Linked DNA regions of Gossypium arboreum: region 2 is linked to region 1. The links are chromatin contacts, called in public Hi-C maps. All regions are on one chromosome and are shown on one strand. Each heading gives the region's core, a stretch centred on a gene start, on an enhancer-like site or on the middle of the called end of the contact. The rest is flanking DNA. Distances are from core to core; before and after follow the strand shown. Region 1 holds the start of LOC108482333 (BRI1 kinase inhibitor 1-like). Region 2 holds the start of LOC108479788.

Evidence for each region. Hi-C and Micro-C count contacts between places; a contact is called where the count stands out from the background.
Region 2: a Hi-C map of leaf shows a contact between it and region 1, with 2.7 times the contacts expected there. The contact joins the promoter of LOC108479788 here to the promoter of LOC108482333 in region 1. A contact is called at or near these places in 2 of 5 Hi-C or Micro-C datasets (both in leaf).

The regions. Positions count from the first base shown.
Region 1 is chr1:77,434,060-77,438,392 of ASM2569848v2, reverse strand. LOC108482333 (BRI1 kinase inhibitor 1-like) reads right to left here and starts at 2,538. Exons shown (of 1, transcript XM_017785451.2): 1 at 1,388-2,538. The coding sequence starts at 2,420. The coding sequence ends at 1,587.
Region 2 is chr1:77,912,845-77,917,177 of ASM2569848v2, reverse strand. LOC108479788 reads left to right here and starts at 2,265. Exons shown (of 3, transcript XM_017782576.2): 1 at 2,265-2,915; 2 at 3,234-3,581; 3 at 3,669-4,333. The coding sequence starts at 2,520. The coding sequence ends at 4,253.

The DNA.
Region 1 (4,333 bases), core at 1,289-3,788:
AAAGTGGGAAATCTCACAACAAAGTGAAATGTAAATTGCAGACGAAAAATACCAATTGATTTCTAACCCTTAACTCTGTTAATAGATTTTCGAATCAATTTTTTAACCCTCAACCAACCTTGAACCCTAAAATTGATTTCTAACCCAACACCCTGGTTACTTATGTATTGTTATTGACCAAAATTAGGCAGAAAAGGCTTTTTTTTTTTTTTTTTTGGTGATCTAGTATTTCAGGAAAAAGTTTCTCTATGGGATGAGGTTTAGGCTGGGAAAAATTAATGAAGTATATATTTGACTATGCAAGTGTTGAGGGATGAAGCTTATCCTTCTAAATCCTCGTACTCTAACAATATTTCGACAACCACCATATATAATTTTTAATAATTAAAAGATTTGATTCATTACCCATGACGTTCACTTAAAGCTTTTGGATTAAGTTGTAACTTTTGAAACTTGGATGTTTCTCCATATAAAATGTGGGCGATGCAAATATAGCCTCGGGGTTCTACATTTCCGAGTTAATCAAAGTGATCATTTGATAGAATTGAGCAAAGATGTTATTGATAAGTATCTGTGAAGCTTTAGATTGTTGTGGTACTGTGTTTTTTTCTTTTCCAACTCAATCAGTTTTCCTATCTGTGGTTGACAGCTAATTGTTAATATATGATGAATAGACCTTGCAATTATATTAGATGTTTGATTAACTGATAAATGGAACCTACCCTTTGCTCTTTTACACTTTATGACAACTGCTAAATGTGTTAAATTTCAGTAAAAGGATTATGGAGGTGAGATTTGAATTGCATTTTGTTTTTTTATTTAAAAAATTAATAAATTAATTTTTATATATTAGAATAAAGAGTAAATTATATATTATATTAAAAATTTCATCCATAAAAATGCACCAAACACGATGACAACATTGTTTCTGATCTTTTACAAAGATTAAAATGCAAGGGGAAAAAAATAGAGGATTTTGATGGTGAAATGGGAAATTTTCCATGAAATTTTCTCCAACACTGTTATTTTTCATGGTTATTGCAGATGCGGGATTTTGCTGTCGGCCTAATCAAATAGACATATCATATGATCACAACAATCTCATGTCCTTTCTCCCTTCCCTTGCCTATAATTGATGAGAAAGTTTACCACACACAATCAGTTGCTCTTATCTGTTTCATTTTCATTAGATTTTGTACCTTCTGCAACTGTTAATTTTCTCATTGAATTTTGTATAATCAAACCGATATAAACAAGTTTATTTACTTCAAGAAAAGAAGCCACATTGCATGGAATGCTGGGATGTAAAACATAAATGTAATCTCATATTTAACATACTGAAATTAAACAACTTTCATTATTATAATTTTATGCAACTAATGAATCATGTGAACAAAAGTTTTTCATTTTAAAGATGAAATATGTTGAAGCCATCTTCAGTTCTTTTAAACTAATTTCATACTCGTTTTTATGTACCATTTATACATGAAAAAGAAAAAGAAAAAGGCAATAATTGATATAACTTGGAGAAGAAGTTGATTAAAAAGGGGAAAAAACTGAAAACTAGGCCTAGCATTTAAGTTTTATCATCCCCCTTTAAAGGAGTTCTTGCAATGAGCAATTGCAGATTGAATTGCAGCCTGCAACTCTTCCATGGTGCTATCACTAGTTGACCCCGTGGTTGCAACAAGAAGACCACTATTTGTAGGAGATGTCCTCATTGAAGCAGGAGCTGAATAATAGTCTCTTTTCCTTCCTCTCAACTCTGATTTTTTGTTTCTCAAACTCAAATTACCTGAAAATGAGTAAGCTTGTGTATGGTGATGGAGTTTCTTCTCTCTCTTTCCTATGAAGAACAACAATGGCCGAATCATCCTCATGTACCTCTTTAACGCATTACTCAAATCCAATCTCATCTTTTTCTTGCCATGTTTCTCTTTATCTTCTTTTTCTCTAACCCCTCTTTGCCGCCTTGGTAAACTAAACAAAGAGAAAGACTTTGACTTGTTCTTCACTTTTGCTTCTTCAACGGTATGGCGTTGATGATGATGATGACTGATATTGCTATCGCTTTTGCTGGTGGGTTTTACGGGTTTTGGATCATCAACCAACTCTTTTGGTGGAACGTTGAAACCGTCCAATGAATTGGTGGATGAACGTGGGGAGACAGGGAAGTGAGAAAGGAGATGAAGAGGGAGCAAATGGCCATGAAAGAAAAGGTCATCAGCCGGAGACAAATCGACGGCGATTGAAGATGGGGTCTTGGTTTTATAATTGGAGGAAGAATGGAGAGAGACTGTGAAGGAGAATTCATGAGAAGGAGAGGTTGAAGGTGTTGAAACAGGGGAGGATAATATGGATGACCCTTCTCTTATTTCCTCCTTTACTTTTCTTTCTTCAGGTTGCTGATAAGCATCCATGATTGAAAAATAAAGCTACCCTGAAATCAAATTTCTCCCAAGTATGTTTATGGAGATAAGGGGATAAAGAGTTTGGGTTTAATGTGTCATATTCAACCTCCTTTGTATCAAGTCTACTAAATGAGAGAAAAGGGTGCGGTGGCAACTCATAATTGGGCATTGCTTAGATTTCTTTTTCTCTTTTTTCTTTTTACTGCATTTAGCAATGTATTTTGTTTTGCGTCACAAAAAGAGTTGGTGGGTTGGAGTAAAATGGTTGGGTGCGGTATACATATACAATGTTTGAATGTACTTTTTAAGTAAGACATCGAATTTAAGTTTTTGATGATGGAAAAATGTTGGGTTTAACACTAAATTTAATCTAGATTTAATGTGATTATAGAATACGAAAAATGTTAATTTTAAAATGGAAGAAAATTTTAGATGATAAACATCCAAATTTGGCCAGAGCAGGTGGATGGATTGGAATGACGAAATAGAAAATATTTATTTTTGGGATATATAAATATAAAATCGAGTTATTCTAGCATAGAAAGTGAGTCATATTCTCAAGGAAGAGAATAAAAGTGCAGACTATCTTGCTAAAATGGCTCTTGGAAGAGGGGGGGATCTCCACCCGATTGACTCTCCTCTAGATGAAATGCTAATTTATCTTGAGGCAGATAAAGAGAGGATTTTTATATCTATCAGAACTTCACTGTAATTTATCTCTGTCTTGTTATTTTTTTCACAAAAAAAAAGTGAGTCATGTTCGCATAGGCACAAAATGTGCATTGAATTCAATTGCAATATTTCAAAGTTTGGAATTGAAAATTGAAATATGAGACTAAGACTTGGTAAACCTTTTCTTTTTCTTGTTCTAATCATAATGACTTGAGTTAAAAAAAAAGCAAAAAAAAAGTTAGAACAAGAGTCATGTTTTATGAGGGAATGATGTCATTGGAAGAATTGAGAGGTGAGGGGGATTTCACTTCAGGGCAGGACACGATTTGAATGTCTTTAAAAAAGTTGGGAGTCCACTTCCACGATTTGAATTTTTACAATTTTTTAAAATTAATTTAGTCATAATTCACACTCCAATTTCAATATTTTAAGTTGATTTTCATCAATTATGACATTTTCTGTTTTACCAAACAAATAAATAAATTTATACTCATGGAAGATAAATCTAATTTGTATAGAATTGTAAGATTTTATGAAATTTTATATCGGTGGCGTGATTTTTTCTTTCATTTTAAAACTGTCATATAATTCAAGTTAACGAAATTCATTCCACAATGTTATTAAATTTTAAAAGTAGGAAGAGAAAGGGGATTGAAAGCATAATTAAAACAAATGAGATGGGACTCACGTCATAATCCGTCATTTTAAAAAACACTTCCACTCCCCGTTTTGAAGAATTTAAAAGAGATTATGCATTAGTGCAAATAATGTCATAAAAATATACCTAATTATGTGTAAATGTAAATAATAAAGATTGAGTAAATTAATTCTTATATTTTAGATTAAAATTAAATAGATTATTTCTGTTCCATCCATTTTTACTACTAAAATTGATATGACTAATAAAATAATGACATATCATATATATCTTATGTTGATATATAGAGACTAATTTTAAACAATAAAAATAAATTAATTTTTAACAAAATCATCAATTTGTTATTTGATCTTACCTACAAAATTGATTTATCTATATTTAAATAGAGGAGACAAAATGTAAAAATCATACTTTTACCACAAATAATTTGATTGCTAAAGATCGGATATGATGCAAAAATAGGTCTCTTATATTTGAACGACTCAACTACATTGATGCTTTAGTCATGATCTCAACAGTAGGCTAAGGCAGGCAAATTCCAAAGGTGATGACTGAAGTAAAGCATGACCAAAGTGGGATTAAGATGAATGAG
Region 2 (4,333 bases), core at 1,016-3,515, 480 kb before region 1:
TCCTACACTAGCAATAATGCTAATACACTGACAGTAATACTAATGCCAACTAAGTTAAAACTCAATCAATAAAGTAATTATATTCATTCCTAATCCTAAATTGTAGAATATGGATATAAAAATTCATTAAATTATACTAAATTTAAAATTCAAATTATGGTTTAACCGACATCACCGGTAGGTATGGGCAAATACATTCTGCTTTGATAATAAATATAAACATTAAGGTAGTGTTTGGAAAGTCATCTAGTAATTGGATTTGGGTGTAATTTATTATAAAAATAATTTTTGCATTTTATAAAATCATAAAAATTATATTAGTTAAATCTTAAAAATTTCAAAAGTTAAAACATCAAAAGTTTACTATAAAAATAATTTACATTTTATAAAAGGATTATAATGTATTTATTTACAAAATTTATGGTCAATAGGTATGCATATAACTTATTTATGTGTCCATACTATATATTATAAAAATTCATAAAAGAATGTTATAGCTTACATTATCCTAGCCTATTTATAAAGAATAACTTTCTAAAGAGTTGACAAAAAATTATATTAATTATAAGAAGTGTTATGAAAGTTATTGAACAATTTATAAAACCTTATTTATAAAGGTTATTTGTTATAAATTTTATATTATTTTTTACTTAGTTTAGGTATTATAAAAGAGACATAACCTAATATAATTTTTTCTCCAAATTAAGTTTGAATAAGTTTTTATAATTAAAACTACAAATTATTTAGATTGTGAACCCAAATATTATAAGATCGATGTTATTTATACAAATACAAAAAAATTTTTACACCATATTACGAGGTATGATACTATTTTAGAAAATGGTGTCAGACACCTGCATCATAAGCAACTTCTGCACTTTTTAATTTGAGACATTTAAGGTTTTAAGATGGTTGAGAAGATATCTGTTCTTCTAATTTTTTTCCCCATATTAACATCACCTTAATATAACATAAAAATATAATGTTGGATTGTACTAACATGTTTCATATTTCATAACTTTAACTATTGGTGAATTGAGATTATTCATACTTCAAAGAATATATGAAAGGAGATTTTAATAATCCTAATGATGCAAATCCAAATTCAGATGATGATGAACTTAGTCAAGAACTAACAAATGAGGATAATGAGCATATGTTAAATATTAAAGATGGCATAACCTAACAAATCTACACTAAAACAGTTAGATAAATGTGCATATAATGTTTACTTTTTATTAGTTTTATTAATAATCGTATTATCAACTATTTTTTATACTAACATAATAAATATGAAGATTTAATTTTACTTTTTGTTACTTGATTAAATATAATATTTATCATACTAATAATTTTTGTATAGTAATTAATATTTTTAAAATATAAATTATGTAACTATGTAATTATAATTTATAATATAAAACATGATGTAGAGAATTATAATGTAATTACATCTTGTCACCAAACATGTCTAAGGACTTACAATTCTTTATAATTATAAAAGAATGTAATTACACTTCTATTCAATTATTCATGTTGTCCAAACAAACCCTAAATTAAACTTTTTATTTTGATGCAAATTTTCGTTTATATTTGTTATTCGCATGTTCCGTATTAATCAATAAAAATAAATAAATTTAAGTAAAGTTAAAAATATATTATTTTAATTAAATTTAGGCTGATTCAATTCCATCAACTTAAATTGTTAATTAAATTTAATTGTAATATATGCTATTAGAAAAACTAATAATTTATTGCGTTTTAATAAGTGAAAAGGAATTAATAAAAGTATCATCTTTACATTAAGAATCATATTATATTTTGTCTTTTTATTTAAAAATAAGTAAAATGATCATTGTACGTTAGATTAAAGAGCAAATTAATCTTATGAAAAAATTATCCATTTTTTGTTAAAAAGTGGTTCTTGTAGGTTAGCACGAAATATATGTGACACATCATATGTTATTATTTGTTATTTCAAACACCACATCAATTTTAATAGTACAAATTATTAAAATTTAATTAAAAGGACTAATTTACTCTAACATAAAAGAATTAATTTGTCTATTTTTTGAAGTATAAGGAATAAAATGTAATCTAATTTTAATATAAAAACAATGTAAGAATTAGATTTGTGATGTATATTAATGAACATATTTATATTTAAATTTTATTTATAATAATAAAAGTTACGTGTATGAAATAATAATCTGAGCTACGTATAAAATTGAAACAAGATACCAAATTATACCTATATTGGTACCAACCTTACCTAAGCGGGATACAGTATCTTAATCAGCGAAACTATATTTGTCCTAATCAAATTAATTAATTTCCCTTCTTATTCCCTCATTTTCTGTTTTTCTAGAAACTATTTGTTTTTCTTCTTCTTCCTCTCCTTCTTCTTCAGTATCAGCTACTTTTCTCAGTGTACCATTGTGTCTGTTTCTTCTCTTTTACACTTTCTGAGTGTCTCTTAAGAGCAGAAAAGGGAGAAGGCTTGTGGGTTTTCTGTTGAAATGGAAAGAAAGCAGGAGAGTCGTTCGCGGGCTAAAAGTCCCGCCAGGACTGCATCACCAATGTCCAACTTACTGCGCCGTCGGAGGAAGAATTACAGCCACCATCCCGAGCCCTTTTTCTTTAGGTCTGGGGGCCTCAGGCCGGCCGAAGCTTTGTCGCCGTTGAAAGAAGGTCCTGATCCTGATGGAACGGACGCTGAAAATTCCAGGATGGAAGGTAGGTGGGCTCAGTGGATAAAAGGTCAGCTGGCACGAGGAGGCCCTTCCGTTTCTACCTCAACCTGTGAACGCTCCGATCTGAGGTTGTTGCTTGGAGTCTTGGGTGCACCGCTCGCGCCAGTGCACGTTAGCGCTTTGGACTCTTTCTCTCACATCACCATTAAAGACACCCCAATTGTGAGCCCCCAACCACACCCTTTCTTCTCTCTTTCTTTCTTCCCTGATGCTGCATTTTTTATTTTTGTTCAGAGAATAAGTCTTGTGCTGAGATTTTTGATGTTGGGTTTGGCTTTTCCTTTCACTTGATGACTATGGGATTTTGATGGATTATAGTAGGGTTGCTTAATAGACAGATAAGAGTTGTTTTTTTCAATCTGGATCTACTTGTTTTGGGAGAAATAAACCTAAATGGAAGAAGAATTTGATTAGCACTACTGGTTTGGGGGCTCATGGAAGGAACAATCTCTGACTCTAATGTGTTGTAAATATTTTCAGGAATCATCATCTGCTCAATACATATTACAGCAGTATACTGCTGCTTCAGGTGGGCAAAAGCTTCAGAACTCCATCCACAATGCTTATGCAATGGGTAGGGTTAGAATGATAGCTTCCGAGTTCCAGACGGCTAACAAGGTCACCAAGAATCGGAATTCTACCAAAGTTGCCGAATCTGGTGGGTTTGTGTTGTGGCAAATGAATCCCGACATGTGGTACGTGGAGCTCGCACTTGGTGCTAGCAAGGTTCATGCTGGCTGCAATGGGAAGCTTGTGTGGAGGCATACTCCTTGGCTTGGTGCACATGCTACTAGAGGCCCTGTTCGCCCCCTTCGCCGTGCACTCCAGGTTAACCTCCACCTCTTCGCTTCTTTACTGTTTGTTCCTTGTAAATTTATTTCTGGCTATGGTACCAAAACTGGTATTCTTGTGCAGGGTCTTGATCCGAGAACAACAGCAAGCATGTTTACAAATGCGAGATGTAGTGGTGAGAAGCAGATCAATGGGGAGGATTGTTTTATACTCAAGCTTTGTGCCGATCCCGCAACATTGAAGGCCAGGAGCGAAGGACCTGCTGAGATCGTTAGACATGTTTTATTCGGCTACTTCAGCCAGAAAACAGGCCTTCTTGTGCACTTGGAAGACTCACATTTAACCCGAATTCAAAACAACGGGGGAGATGCTGTGTACTGGGAGACTACAATCGATTCATCTCTCGAGGATTACAGACTTGTTGAAGGAATAATGGTTGCTCACTCGGGACGCTCCGTGGTGACCCTTTTCCGGTTTGGAGATACTGCAATGAGCCACACTCGGACCAGGATGGAAGAAGCGTGGGCAATCAAAGAAGTGGCATTCAATGTTCCAGGTCTGTCAGCGGACTGCTTCATACCTCCTGATGAAATAAGATTGGCTTCAATGGATGAAGCCTGTGAATTCTCTCAGGGTCCAACCCTAAAAACTAGTTTGGCTACTGCTCCATACCGATCCAAAGTTGGTAAACTAGATAAAAGCTCATGAAACCATTTTATCTGGGAGGATGAAATTTTTTTAAAAGAAGAGGGCTTTTTGGCAAATTTCCATACAACTTTGACTACATG